2 separate regions of the Zea mays genome follow, and region 1 is linked to region 2. Evidence: chromatin contacts called from public Hi-C data. All regions are on one chromosome and are shown on one strand. Each heading gives the region's core, a stretch centred on a gene start, on an enhancer-like site or on the middle of the called end of the contact. The rest is flanking DNA. Distances are from core to core; before and after follow the strand shown.

What was found. Hi-C and Micro-C count contacts between places; a contact is called where the count stands out from the background.
Region 1: a contact with region 2 is called in a Hi-C map of ear, with 3 times the contacts expected there. The contact joins the promoter of LOC103637767 here to the promoter of LOC100282992 in region 2. A contact is called at or near these places in 3 of 25 Hi-C or Micro-C datasets (ear, leaf and tassel).

What each region holds. Positions count from the first base shown.
Region 1 is chr1:112,246,928-112,253,402 of Zm-B73-REFERENCE-NAM-5.0, reverse strand. It overlaps LOC103637767 (pentatricopeptide repeat-containing protein), which reads right to left and starts at 1,523. Exons shown (of 1, transcript NM_001301446.2): 1 at 1-1,523. The coding sequence starts at 1,321.
Region 2 is chr1:111,713,504-111,719,425 of Zm-B73-REFERENCE-NAM-5.0, reverse strand. LOC100282992 (Inositol-tetrakisphosphate 1-kinase 3) reads left to right here and starts at 3,494. Exons shown (of 10, transcript NM_001155896.2): 1 at 3,494-3,922; 2 at 5,653-5,734; 3 at 5,911-5,922. The coding sequence starts at 3,750.

The DNA.
Region 1 (6,475 bases), core at 274-2,773, 540 kb before region 2:
CCCCACGTCTGTTGTAAAACCAAACAAGCGTACTCCCAATCTGGAGATTCTCTTCCATACAATTCTTTATTATCTGGGCATGAAGTTCTTTTCCATGATAAATTGACTGCATAGAGCCACAAGCACTAAGGAGACTAACAATAGTAAGGTGGTTAACAAATACTCTGCGCATCTTCATCTTGCGGAACAACAAGACAGCTTCTTCACCACAGCCACTTTGAGCATATCCAGAGATCATTGAAGTCCATGTAATAGTGTTTCTTCTTGGCATCTTATCGAACACTGTCTGAGCATCAAATACCTCCCCACATCTGGCATACATGGTGACAAGTGCGCTCCCGACATGGATATCATATTTGTATAGCTTCTTCACAATAGCACCATGCAACTGCTTCCCAAATCTTAGAGCCTTCTCCTCTGCACAAGCCTTGAGGGCGCTGCAAACAGTAAATTCGTTGGGGCGAAATCCCTCAGACACCATTGTTGGGAACATCTGAAGAGCTTTGTCACTATGGCCATGCTGCACATAAGCCGTGATCATTGTTGTCCATGAGATAACATCGCGGGATGCCATCCTATCAAACACAGTTGAAGCAGCAGCAACATCACCGCATTGAGCATAGAAGTGTGTGATGGCGCTGTCAACTATCACATTGCTCCAGCCACCCTTCACAACGCAACAGTGGACCTGTTGCCCCAACCTGGCATCACATCGCTCCCCACAAGATTTCAACAGGCAAACAAAAGTCAAGCTGTTACCTTGGACGCCAGCGATCAGCATATCCATCAAAAGCCTCGCAACCTCACCGTGGCAGCCAAGCTTCTGATACCCATTCATCATTGCTGTCCACGACACGATACTCCTCTCGGGCATTTCGTCGAACACCTTCCTCGCATTAGCAACCTCGTCGAACCGCACATAAGCGCTGATCAGATTGTTGGAGACGAACACCCCCAGGCTGCCGAGCGACCGCAGGGCAACCGCGTGCGCTCTCCGGACGTCGAGCTCCCTCCGGCAGAAACGCAGCCAGAACGCGACCGCCTCCGCGTCCGGCAGCGACGGCGCTGCGGAACAAGGAAAATCCTTTCTCGGGATTTTATCCGCAGGGCCCCCGTGGCTATCAACCAGGTGGGATTGAGAGCGCAAAGACTGGTTCTTGGACTTGAAAACATGCGCCCTGACGCGGTGGAGCTTGCTCTTTTTGCTCCTCCCCTGCTCGCCGGAGCTGAGCAAGCTCCGCGGCAAGCAGCTTGGGTGAAACGACGAGCGCGGAGCACAGGTCTGGATTTGTTGGGGAAAAGTACAGCAGCATAGTAGCATCTGGACCTCCTCCCAGTCCCTGCGCCTGCGCGCACCTGGACTCGGAGGAAGAAGAGAGGAGCACAGCCAAGGCGCGACGAAGCAGGACGAGGGAAGGGGAAGAGTGGCCGCAATGGGGAAAATTCCGTGGAAACGGCAGGAGAGATACTCGCCGCCGCCGGCTGCCGGCGAGGAGTTGCGGAAGGGGGAAAGCTGAGTGGGTGAGGTGATTTTGATTTGCGGGAGAGTCTTTTATTTTGTGGGAGAGCACAGGATGAGGTGGTACAGCAGGTAAATCCTTGCAGCGAGTAAAATCAATCACATGCCCATGCCTCCATCGTCCATCCGCGTCCATTACCCGCCGCAGCGGACAGAAAACATGTCCGTGCGTGTGCATATTCTAATTTATAATTCGTTTAAATACTTTATACTAAATTTAATCGACTCATCTTATTAAAAAAATTCATAATTATTTGTTATTTTTTGATACAATATTATTTAGCATATAATATATTTTAAATGTAACTTTAAATTTTTCATTTTTTTCAAAAAAAATTTAAATAAGACCGTCAAACATGGCACAAAAATATCAAACAAATTATAATTTGGAAAGGAGAGAGTATATTCTTGGTACCCAATAATACGACCAAATAATTAAGGAGTTTCGTGATCATGACATGTGGGGATGAAGACTCCGCAATGTTGTTTAATGACTCGGTCTACATGTTAGAGATAATCTTATCTGAGCAGTCAAAGAGGTTTGTGTAAAGCTTGGGACAAGATTCCTAGTTAGATACAATTAAGATAATATGTATTTGGTCACATATGCATGTTTATCTGGTACTATAACTAGATAACCTTTTTGTAATTGTGTTCTCTTTGGACCATAAAATGAGGGTGAGACATCCCAAAAGGACATACATGCTCGACAGTTGGGACGTCGGGTAGGGGAATTTGTGACGATCATAGTGGATCTAATGGCAGCCATGAGCTTTGTACTAGAAGACGAGATTTTCTTCGGCACCCTTTAGATTCATTGTTGATGAGCTTGAGAATCTTAGGCTTGCCCCGGAAACCTTGCCGACCGTGGTGCCTCTCATTTAAACTTCCATAGATCCAATCTGCATGACGGACCAGACTCAAACTCATCACGATCTGATTCCGACTCAGGCTCCGACTCGGATTCTAACCCCCAACTCAGACTCAAATTACTATTATTCAGGAGATCGATTCGTCTTCATGGTGAACTCTAGACATCATAAGGTTCATCCCTCTGACCATGACAATGATGGCAACAACCAGGTGGTCAATTGGCGAAGGAATAAAGAAGAGCTACAGCGTGGACGAAATGCTCACGACCATATCCAGACGGTCGACTTTCAGGGACAGCAGGTCTATGACATGCCGATGAAAAAAAACATGACCTCGAAACTCCTTCTAGATAGAATTACTCCATTACTCCCTTAGGACAACATGTAGGATCATGATGACGTGAAGAAAATTCAAAACATGGTCGCATACAAGGCAATGTGCATGGATGCTCTAGTGGCTCTGACACCAACTCAGGATCTCGTCGAGTCATCTGATGATTCTACAAGAAGCTAGGACATACTCATGAGAGCCAGAGTCATTGGTAGGGTAAGTGAAAGTCGCCTAGAGGGGGAGTGAATAGGCGAAACCTGAAATTTAAAAACCTTAAACACGCACCAAGGCCAGGGTTAGCATTAGAATTAAATCGGAGTACGGAAGATAGTTCTCCTTGCTTAGAGTTGCTCAAACAATGCGGATAACTTTTGGGAGCAAACTCAAATCAATATGAGCAAGGGAACTTTTAGAGAGAGGAAAGAGGGGAAACAAATCAAGTGAAGATCAATAAGTGAACACGGTGATTTGTTTACCGAGGTTCGGTTCCAAAGAACCTAGTCCTCGTTGAGGAGGCCACAAAGCCGGGTTTATTCCAACCCTTTCCCTCTCTCAATCGGTCACACAGACCGGTCGAGGCTTCTCCTTAATCACTTGGGTCACTAAGATCCCGCAAGGATCACCACACACTTAGGTGTCTCCTGCTAGCTTTACAAAGCACTTAGAAGAATAAGAATAGGAAGGAGAAAGCAATCCAAGCAACAAGAGCAACAAAAGAACACAAAACACCCTCTCTCAAGTCACTAAGCAATTGAGTTGATTTGGAGGCTTGGAGAGGTTTTGATCTATTGATTGTGTCTTGGAGTGTAGCCTTTTGCTCTTGTATTGAATGTTGAGTTCAGAAAACTTGGATGACTTGAATGGAGGTGGTTGGGGGGTATTTATAGCCCCAATCACTATTCTAGCCGTTGTTGTCGATGACGCACAGGATAGTCTGGTGGTGCACCGGACATGGCAGTGTTCAGGGTCCGGTGCATGCCACGTCAGCTGCCCGTTGGGGTTTGAAGCGGTTGACCGTTGAAGTATTTTGTCTTCTAGCTGCACCGGACAGTCCGGTGGCACACCGGACATGTCCGGTGCGTCTTGACGTCGCTGCTCTGACTTCTGACTGCACACTGTTCACTTTTGCAGTCGACCGTTGTGCATAGGTGACCGTTGCTCCGTTGGCTCACCGGACACTGTCCGGTGCACACCTGACAATCCGGTGAATTATAGCGGAGTGCCTCTCAGAAACCCGAGAGTGGCTAGTTCGTTGGTGCCTTGACCTAGGCACCGGACAGTGTCCGGTGCGCCAATGGCAGCACCGATACTAGTCATTTGAAGCGCCCAAATTCTTTGGGACTCAAATGTGATACAATTACTAGTCCCAGGAGGCTAGTAAGCACATTTATACATCAAATGATTCTAGATCTGCTTAAACGAGACAAACCTATAAAGGTGGCGATCAACTTTAAGAGTTGGTCCACAACTCGAGACATATCATCAGAGTGGGGCTGAAGTAGCCCGATATACGCAGCGAAGCAAATCAGCGGTCCAACAGCCATAGGCAAGGTTGGGAACAGGCGTAACTCTTACCCGATCAGCGATCTCCTTCTCTAAAAAACAACAAATAAGCAAGGGTGAGTACTTACGTACTCAGCAGCCCACCTCACCCACGGAATGGGAAATCAGAGAAGGAGAAAGAGCAATATTTGGAGCTCAGGATATTTTGCAGAAAGAGCAATATTTGATGCAGGGTTATTTTGTAAAACATTTTATATTTTACAAAGCACATCCTCTCCCAAAGGAGCAGGAAGTTTTTCAATATAGAACAAAATCCCCTGGAATAAACCATCCAGGTATCTCAGCAATTTCTCACTAGTTTTCATTTTCAAAAATAGCTACTGGACTTCCCGTCCACCATAGCTCACAGCTCAACCACCAGAACTTTTAAAACCACTTTTCAAAAGCATTTTTGGAAAACAAAACACTAATTGTCAAATCCATGCCATGACTCATCCATATCCGTGGACGCGGACTATTTGAACAGGTTTACAAACTCTGCGCAGAGGTGTACACTTTACCCACTAGTCTGGTTTCTGTAATCTCACCGTCGTGAGATCCGAATGTCGAATCTCTCTCTTTCCTTGCACGTCCTTACCTTAGCGATTATACCGAAAGGAGTCAGGCCACCACCATGCCCAAACCGGACAAAACATTCCCCCTCCTTATCCTCCCGGTGCTCCCCAGCCATCATAACACAGGGGTTCGGACCGTGCAAGTTCAGATTGAGCGACCGTCCATACAGTCTCGAGTGGTTGTACTTGATAAGAGTATAGGTAAGGAGTGATGACAAACCGGTCCTTAGGCGAGAGGGACAATCCTTCATGCTCACACCTAACCCGGCTAAGCCATCACCTTAGGCCCTCCCCTAAACTAGGGAGTCCCTGATTATCCCGCTCAAAGGTGACAAGGGTTACAACCCTTCATCATACCTATTTTGAAAAACATTTTCTTTTGAAAACTCACACCTTTTCTCAAATCATTTGTAACAAAGTTATCAAGGAGTATAAAGATTAATTGCGGCAAAGTCTGGGTGGCCATAATAACTTGTCTCAAAATCATATCATGCATAAAATAACAGGCTGAGGGTTGTGGTTGAAAATATAGGTGATTTATGCATCAAAGAGATCCAGTGAGCTTGTCGTGCTTAACCGGCGAAAGGGTGAGAGCTCGCAGAACTGGCTTCTGGCTCCACCGCCTGGCGTAGACTTGTAGAACTGGCCTTCACGAGATGGCACGAACGCTCCGATAACTATGCAACATGAACAAGCAAACATATAAACCGACAAGTATATCAACAAATATTTAGTAGAGTGGTCAGAATGGCGATATATGGATGGGTAGAGTCTTGGGCAGAATCTGTGTCATGTGGTGTTGTGATATTACTGGTGGTAGAGCGGAGGTGCTTACCAGTAGGATGGATTGGAGGCGAAGCGACACTATGCGCGTAGCCGACAGAGCGGGGTAACTGAGTGGGTGGGAGTTTTTCTTGGCTGAGGGTGTTGAGTGTGTGGAGAGGGAGAGGGTAGCTGGGTGTATTTATAGCTGGGTGTATGTGGTGTGGTACAATATGATAGTAGACGCGGCCCGATCTTCCATGAGATGCGATAATTTGATTGAATGGAGATCTCGACGTTGATGATCCAAGGCTCCGAGCGAACGGTTCCTCGCAATCACTACACCACGGCTCCGTTGGTTATCACCCATGACACATGAATGACCTTGCCACAAAGGCTTATCCTTGCAAGCGCAATCAAGAACACAAGCAAGAACAGGAAAGAAACACAACCAAAATTGTATTGATCACGGGATGGGGTCTCACAAACCGATGACGGCGACACTGTTCGATGACAGAATTGATCTAAGCAAAACCCAAACCTAATGTGGTGGCGGCTGCTGAATAAATATAGTATTAGGGTGTGTGTGACCCCTGGACTCGCCCCTAATGGGCTCCGACGCGATACACGGCCCAACGGCCCAACAGACGGTGTCGCAGCACCAAAACAGAATATGAATGCTGACTTGTTTCGACGATTTCTGTTGACTCCGGCCGAATTTTAGAGTGGAACCAGTTGGGTTGGTTAGATAATCTATTTATCTTTCCAACCATATCAAGTCCGTCACAATCGGAGTCCGGATGCATCTTGGGCGTCCATTTTAGTGCAGACTGGTCCTGGAACCCGAGATAGAGTTGCAGCCGAGTCGGACTTG
Region 2 (5,922 bases), core at 2,245-4,744:
CAAAATGTTAAATATGAAGAAAGCATCCATGCATATCTTATGAAATGTATATTGGTTTAATTCCAAGCAACCTTTGCACTTAAATTAAGTAAACTAGTTCAATTCTGCACTTTTATATTTGCTTTGGTTTGTGTTGGCATCAATCACCAAAAAGGGGGAGATTGAAAGGGAAATAGGCTTACACTTTTTCCTATATGAATTTTGGTGGTTGAATTGCCCAACACAAATAATTGGACTAACTAGTTTGCTTAGATTATAAGTTTTACATGTGTCAAAGGTTCAACACAAACCAATAAAAAGTCCAAGAAAGGGTTCAAATAAAAAGAGCAAAAGACAACCTAAAGGCAGCCCTGGTCTGGCGCACCGGACTGTCCGGTGTGCCACCGGACAGTGTCCGGTGTGCCACCGGACAGTGTCCGGTGCACCAGGGAGTTCCACTCCAAACTTGCCACCTTCGGGAATTCGGGAGGCCGCTCCGCTATAATTCACCGGACTGTCCGGTGTTCCAAGCGAAGCAACGGCTCCAAGCGCCAACGGTCGTCTGCAACGCTACAGTGAAACACTACATTACGCGACTGCGTGCGCAGAAGTCAGAGCAGGCGCAGAAGGCGCACCGGACAGTGAATAGTGACTGTTCGGTGCACCACCGGACTGTCCGGTGGCCCAGTTGTCAGAAGCTCCAACGGTCGGAACCCAACGGCCTGGTGACGTGGCTGGCGCACCAGACAATGTCTGGTGGCGCACCGGACTGTCCGGTGCGCCATACGACAGAAGCCCTCACCAACGGTTATTTTGGTGGTTGGGGCTATAAATACCCCCAACCACCACACTTCAATGAATCCAAGTTTTCAACCATCAAACCTCATACAAGAGCTATAGACTTCATTCCAAGACACAAACAAAGAGATCAAATCCTCTCCCAAGTCCGCAATCACTCCAAACAAATTGGTGACTAGAGAGAGAGACTTATGTGTTCTTTTGAGCTCTTGCGCTTGGATTGCTTTTCTTCTTCCTTCTTTCTTGTTTCCAACTCAATTGTAATCAAGGCAAGAGACGCCAATTGTGTGGTGGTCCTTGTGGGGACTTAGTGTCCCGGTTGATTGAGAAGAGAAGCTCACTCGGTCTAAGTGACCGTTTGAGAGAGGGAAAGGGTTGAAAGAGACCTGGTCTTTGTGACCACCTCAACGGGGAGTAGGTTTGCAAGAACCGAACCTCGGTAAAACAAATCACCGTGTCATCCGCTTTTATTCGCTTGTGATTTGTTTTCGCCCTCTCTTTCGGACTCGATTATATTTGTAACGCTAACCCCGGCTTGTAGTTGTGCTTAAACTTTATAAATTTCAGATTTGCCTATTCACCCCCTCTAGGCGACTTTCAGGACCACCTCACCAATCGGAAAGGACGAGAGGTCATAATATTCAATTAAGACCTAACGCACCTGCGTGGACACCTCCACCTCCACATACACCCATGTCATGTCATTATACATACATACCACTGCCACTATATATCCCGAATCAGATGTGGGGCGCGCCACCATATCCATTCGGGATACCATAATACCCCTCCTGGGGCACCTCAATCATCTGTTTTTGACAGGTTGACGCCTCCAGTATAAGACCGATTGAGAGCCCCTCAATTGGTCCACGAGCACAGGGCCAGCAAGATTACCGGACAACTCGGCCCAAAGGCTGACTAATCCGGCAGGGGGGCATATAGCTACAACCTCCAACAATACGATAAAAGGGAATGTCATTAAAATAGGAACAACAGATGTCGTCGTACGACAAAATAACGAAAGGGCGATGATTTTTGGTGAATTGGCTAACAAAAACAAAAAAGAAGATGCGGCTGTCAACAAAACAGTCGATCCAAAATACTCCATGCCCCGATGGTGCCCATCGGGATTGACACGATCGCAAAAGCGAAAATTACAGCGCCTCAGAGCAAAGGAGAATCAGGAAAAGGAGGCAGAAAAAATATTAAATGACACACATCCGCAGTATCCACCACCGCAAAAGAGATGGAGACCAAAGGCCATTGAGGAAAAGCAAACGACCACAAAGACAGAAAATAAAAGAACATCTATGCAGCTCTCTGCAGGTATGGCAGACAATCCGGCTATAAAGGCCGGACCACCCGTACAAGGCACAGACCGTTCAACCTCTAAGGTCGGACCGTCCGCACTACACCAGGACACCTCCAACGACGTACCGACACCCATGGAGGAAGACGACCTGCAAGGAGAAGACCTGGTCGACTATGGAGCTACGCCATAACACTTAGAAAATTAGGAAAGCAAGATGACAAATTGGTCAGGACCAGTACAACGCTCGACGGTGTTGGACTGACAGTTCGATCAAAGCTAAACAAGTCACGTCCGTTGGGTTAACCATCGTGACCAAGACCCTTGCGTACCATCCTAGTAGGTGGCAAGATGCCTAAGAAAGCCGATGTGATCACATCAGGTTAGTTGCTTTTGGTTCGCCTAGCTCCTCGAAAAGGCAGGGGGCATATGTTGAGCACCAAATTGAGCGACCGGACGGTCCGACCCTGAGGCTGGACGGCCCATGCGCGCTTAGAGCCAATTAGGGTTCCGAGTTTCTTGCTACAGCTGTTGGCTAGATTCACGGAATTAGCTCGGGGAATTTGTTTGTAACGGGTCTAGCCCCCTCCTCTATAAATACAGAGGAATACGACCGATTAATGATCAACAATCAAATCAATAATCAATACAATTCGCATTTTATCGTACACTTAGAAGTAGTTCTAGTCTAGTTCTAGTTTAGTCTTCCAATCCTCAAATTCTCCGCTTCTCTTAGCCTCTACGTCGATCAGATGAGTCTAGGTCGGTCTGCCGAGCCTAAACAACACCTAGGATCTGTCCTCCCCGACGGGGTCCCTCCGGCAGTGAACTCCGCCGCCCCTGCGCACGCGCGGACCCTCCGGCACGTCAGACAGGAAACCCAAGCCCTGCGCTAGGTCGCGGACAGTCTGGCCCCTGGCCGCGGACCGTCCGCGCCTGTGCATAGAGCACCGCCGCCGGTTCTCATTATAGTGAATGGCGCCCGAAAAGATGTCAACAGTACCTAAAACCAAACACTCTCACCTCAAACTTAAGTTTAGCTCCTGTCACGTCGAATATTTGGATGATAATTACAGGTATAAATATAGTCTGATTATAAAACTAATTACACAAATGAAGACCAAAAGATAATATGAATTTATTAAACTTAATAAAATTTATATTTTATACACCTAATTAATATTTAAATATTTAATATGACACGAACTAAATTTTAGCTAGAGAAATTAAACACCCCTAAGTCGCGCATGTATACGCATAAGGATAATATGATGATTTTTGTGAGCTAATTTTCAAGAGAAAGCTATAAAGGTTTGCGCAGCCGTAGAGGATCCGAGCAGCAGCCACGTGGGCCGTGCTCATGGTCCCTTTACGTCTACAAATACCCTCCCGCTCTCCCTCTCCTTCTTCTCTAGACTCCCCTTCGTCCCTTTCTCTCTCTTCACACTCGCCTCGCCATTAAAGCTCCAAAAAAGAAAAAAAGGCTGCGAAAAAAATCATCTTCTCTTCTCCTAAAATCTTCCACCTTGAACCGTCCCTGTCCGCGAATTTCTAGATGCCCCGATCGCTTCCGATTTTTTTCTGGATTTCTCCGATTTTTTGAAGTATTTTTCCTTGTGGACGGTTTCATTGCCATTCCTCGACGGGGTTAGGGTTTGCGGGGATGAGGGTGCACGGCGAGGTGTCGGACGATGAGGCGGCCGTGGCTGTGGTTGGGGAAACGGTGCCCTCCTCGCCGCCTCCCGCCTCCGTGGTGCAGCCGCTGGTGGTGGGGTACGCCCTCACCAAGAAGAAAGTCAAGAGCTTCCTGCAGCCCAAGCTGCTCGCGCTGGCCAGGTAAAGAATAGACCTGCTGATCCCCAGCGTCAACGCTGGAATCTTTTGTGTGGTTCTCCTAGGAGAAGAGGCGTGTGCTGTGGACTGTGATGGCTGATTTGGTTGACTGAAAGGGATATGATTTCTGTTTCATTTAATTTTTATGGACCAACGCGAACGAAATGGAAATGATGGTTAGTGGATTAAAACTTGGGATGAGTGGGGGCATTTATTAAATGTTCAATCTGCATTCTGACCAGATTATGCTGTTACCCTTCTTGGACAAATTCTCTAAAGGGAAGTTTTTTTTTTGATTCAGTAGAGTAGGAATTGCAGGAGCTGATTTTATTGTTAATTGATTTGGTTTCTATTGTTTTGGATGGAATGGAATTGACTGCATTTTCTCTGTGGACAAGGAATGTCGATATCATAACACTTAAGTAGTTAAGTGGATGCCTAGGCCCTAGTGGCTTCTGCATGAGTTTTATAGCTATGGACTGGGGGGCGTATATTATTTTACTAGTGTTTTGGAAGCAGTCTGGGAGGCTTGTTTGTCAAATGTTAATTCTAGTTCAAACTTTTAGTATCCATCTATTTTTACATGCAAATTTCATTTGGATGGCATCTTGGACTCTCATGTTGGAATATTCTTATGGATAACTACATCACATGTCTTGGATATGTGTTTAAAATGACCAGATGACCAAAATAATCTGCCAGACTATTTGGCAAAGAGTAAAACTTTTTTGAATTAAGAGTCACCTCAAATTATAGTACAATGTGGATATTATGACTTGACCAAGGCTTGGCACATGCTCACATCGATAAAAGATGGTGGAAAAAGGAAATGAAATAATTGGAACAGGGACATTTTTGTTTTCTCTGCGACAAGAGAATTATTTCATATTTCTTTTGAAGCATAGTTTGTATAGATTTTGCGTGTTTCAATAAGTCTTTCAAGCATTTGACTTCTGAATCAACTATATTTATTGTTATAGATTTGTTTATTACAAGTCTCAGGTACATGAAAATAGGAAATGTTTGATGCTTACGGTGTACCTGTTGGCTTCCAGCGAATTAAATTGTTATCATTAGTGTGTGTATTGTGTAGTTGGAGAATATTAGTCATATATTTACACCAGATAACATATATTCGTGATTCACTTAGGTCATTATTTTTTGTTATATTGGAAGAACATGAAGTTTCTGAATCAACAAAGCTTATGATGAAACTTCGATAATATGTGGCTTTAAGTTGCTACAGGGATATAAGATCATACAATAACAGGCTATATTATTTTGTCAGTCAACCTTAAGTTTGCTTTGGATAGGTTTATATATTATTTCTTCGCGTCCTTGTTCAAAATCAAGTAGAGCCTATGTAACTCAGGAAATCTTAAATTTTGTCTCCCAGATGTGATTACCCTTGCTACTTTAGTTTCACAAATATTTATTTATTTATTTATTTATTATATTGAGGTGTTGAAGCTGCCTTAGGGCCTGTTCGCTTCTACCGGAACAGACCCGGATTCATTCCAACTCATCGAAATCTATATAAATTAGAGAAGTAATCCGGCTAGAAATCAATCCTGAGCTTCAATCCCTAGTAACCGAACGGGGCCTTAATATTTTTTCAGTTGTTGCTCTTAGATGATCCTGCTAGTCCATGCTTGTTAATATGACCATTATACTGTTACCTGCCTTGGTTTTATACCGTTTGATGAGCCTTTTGTAAAACTGGATTTGTTTAGGAAGAAAGGCATTCATTTCGTATCAATTGATGAGACTTGCCCCCTCTCTGAACAAGGTCCATTTGACATCATTTTGCACAAGGTCCGTCCCTATGTCTTTCTCTTGATGTTCATCAAATTAAATCTTGGATATTGAAGTTTTGGGTATCCTTTATTTTTCCATAGGTTCTTTTGAACATCCAGATGCACTTCTCTGCATTTGTAATCCCATGCTGATTTTGTTTGCTTTGACTGAATTTCATGCTTTCTTTTTGTCAGCTTACTAGTAAG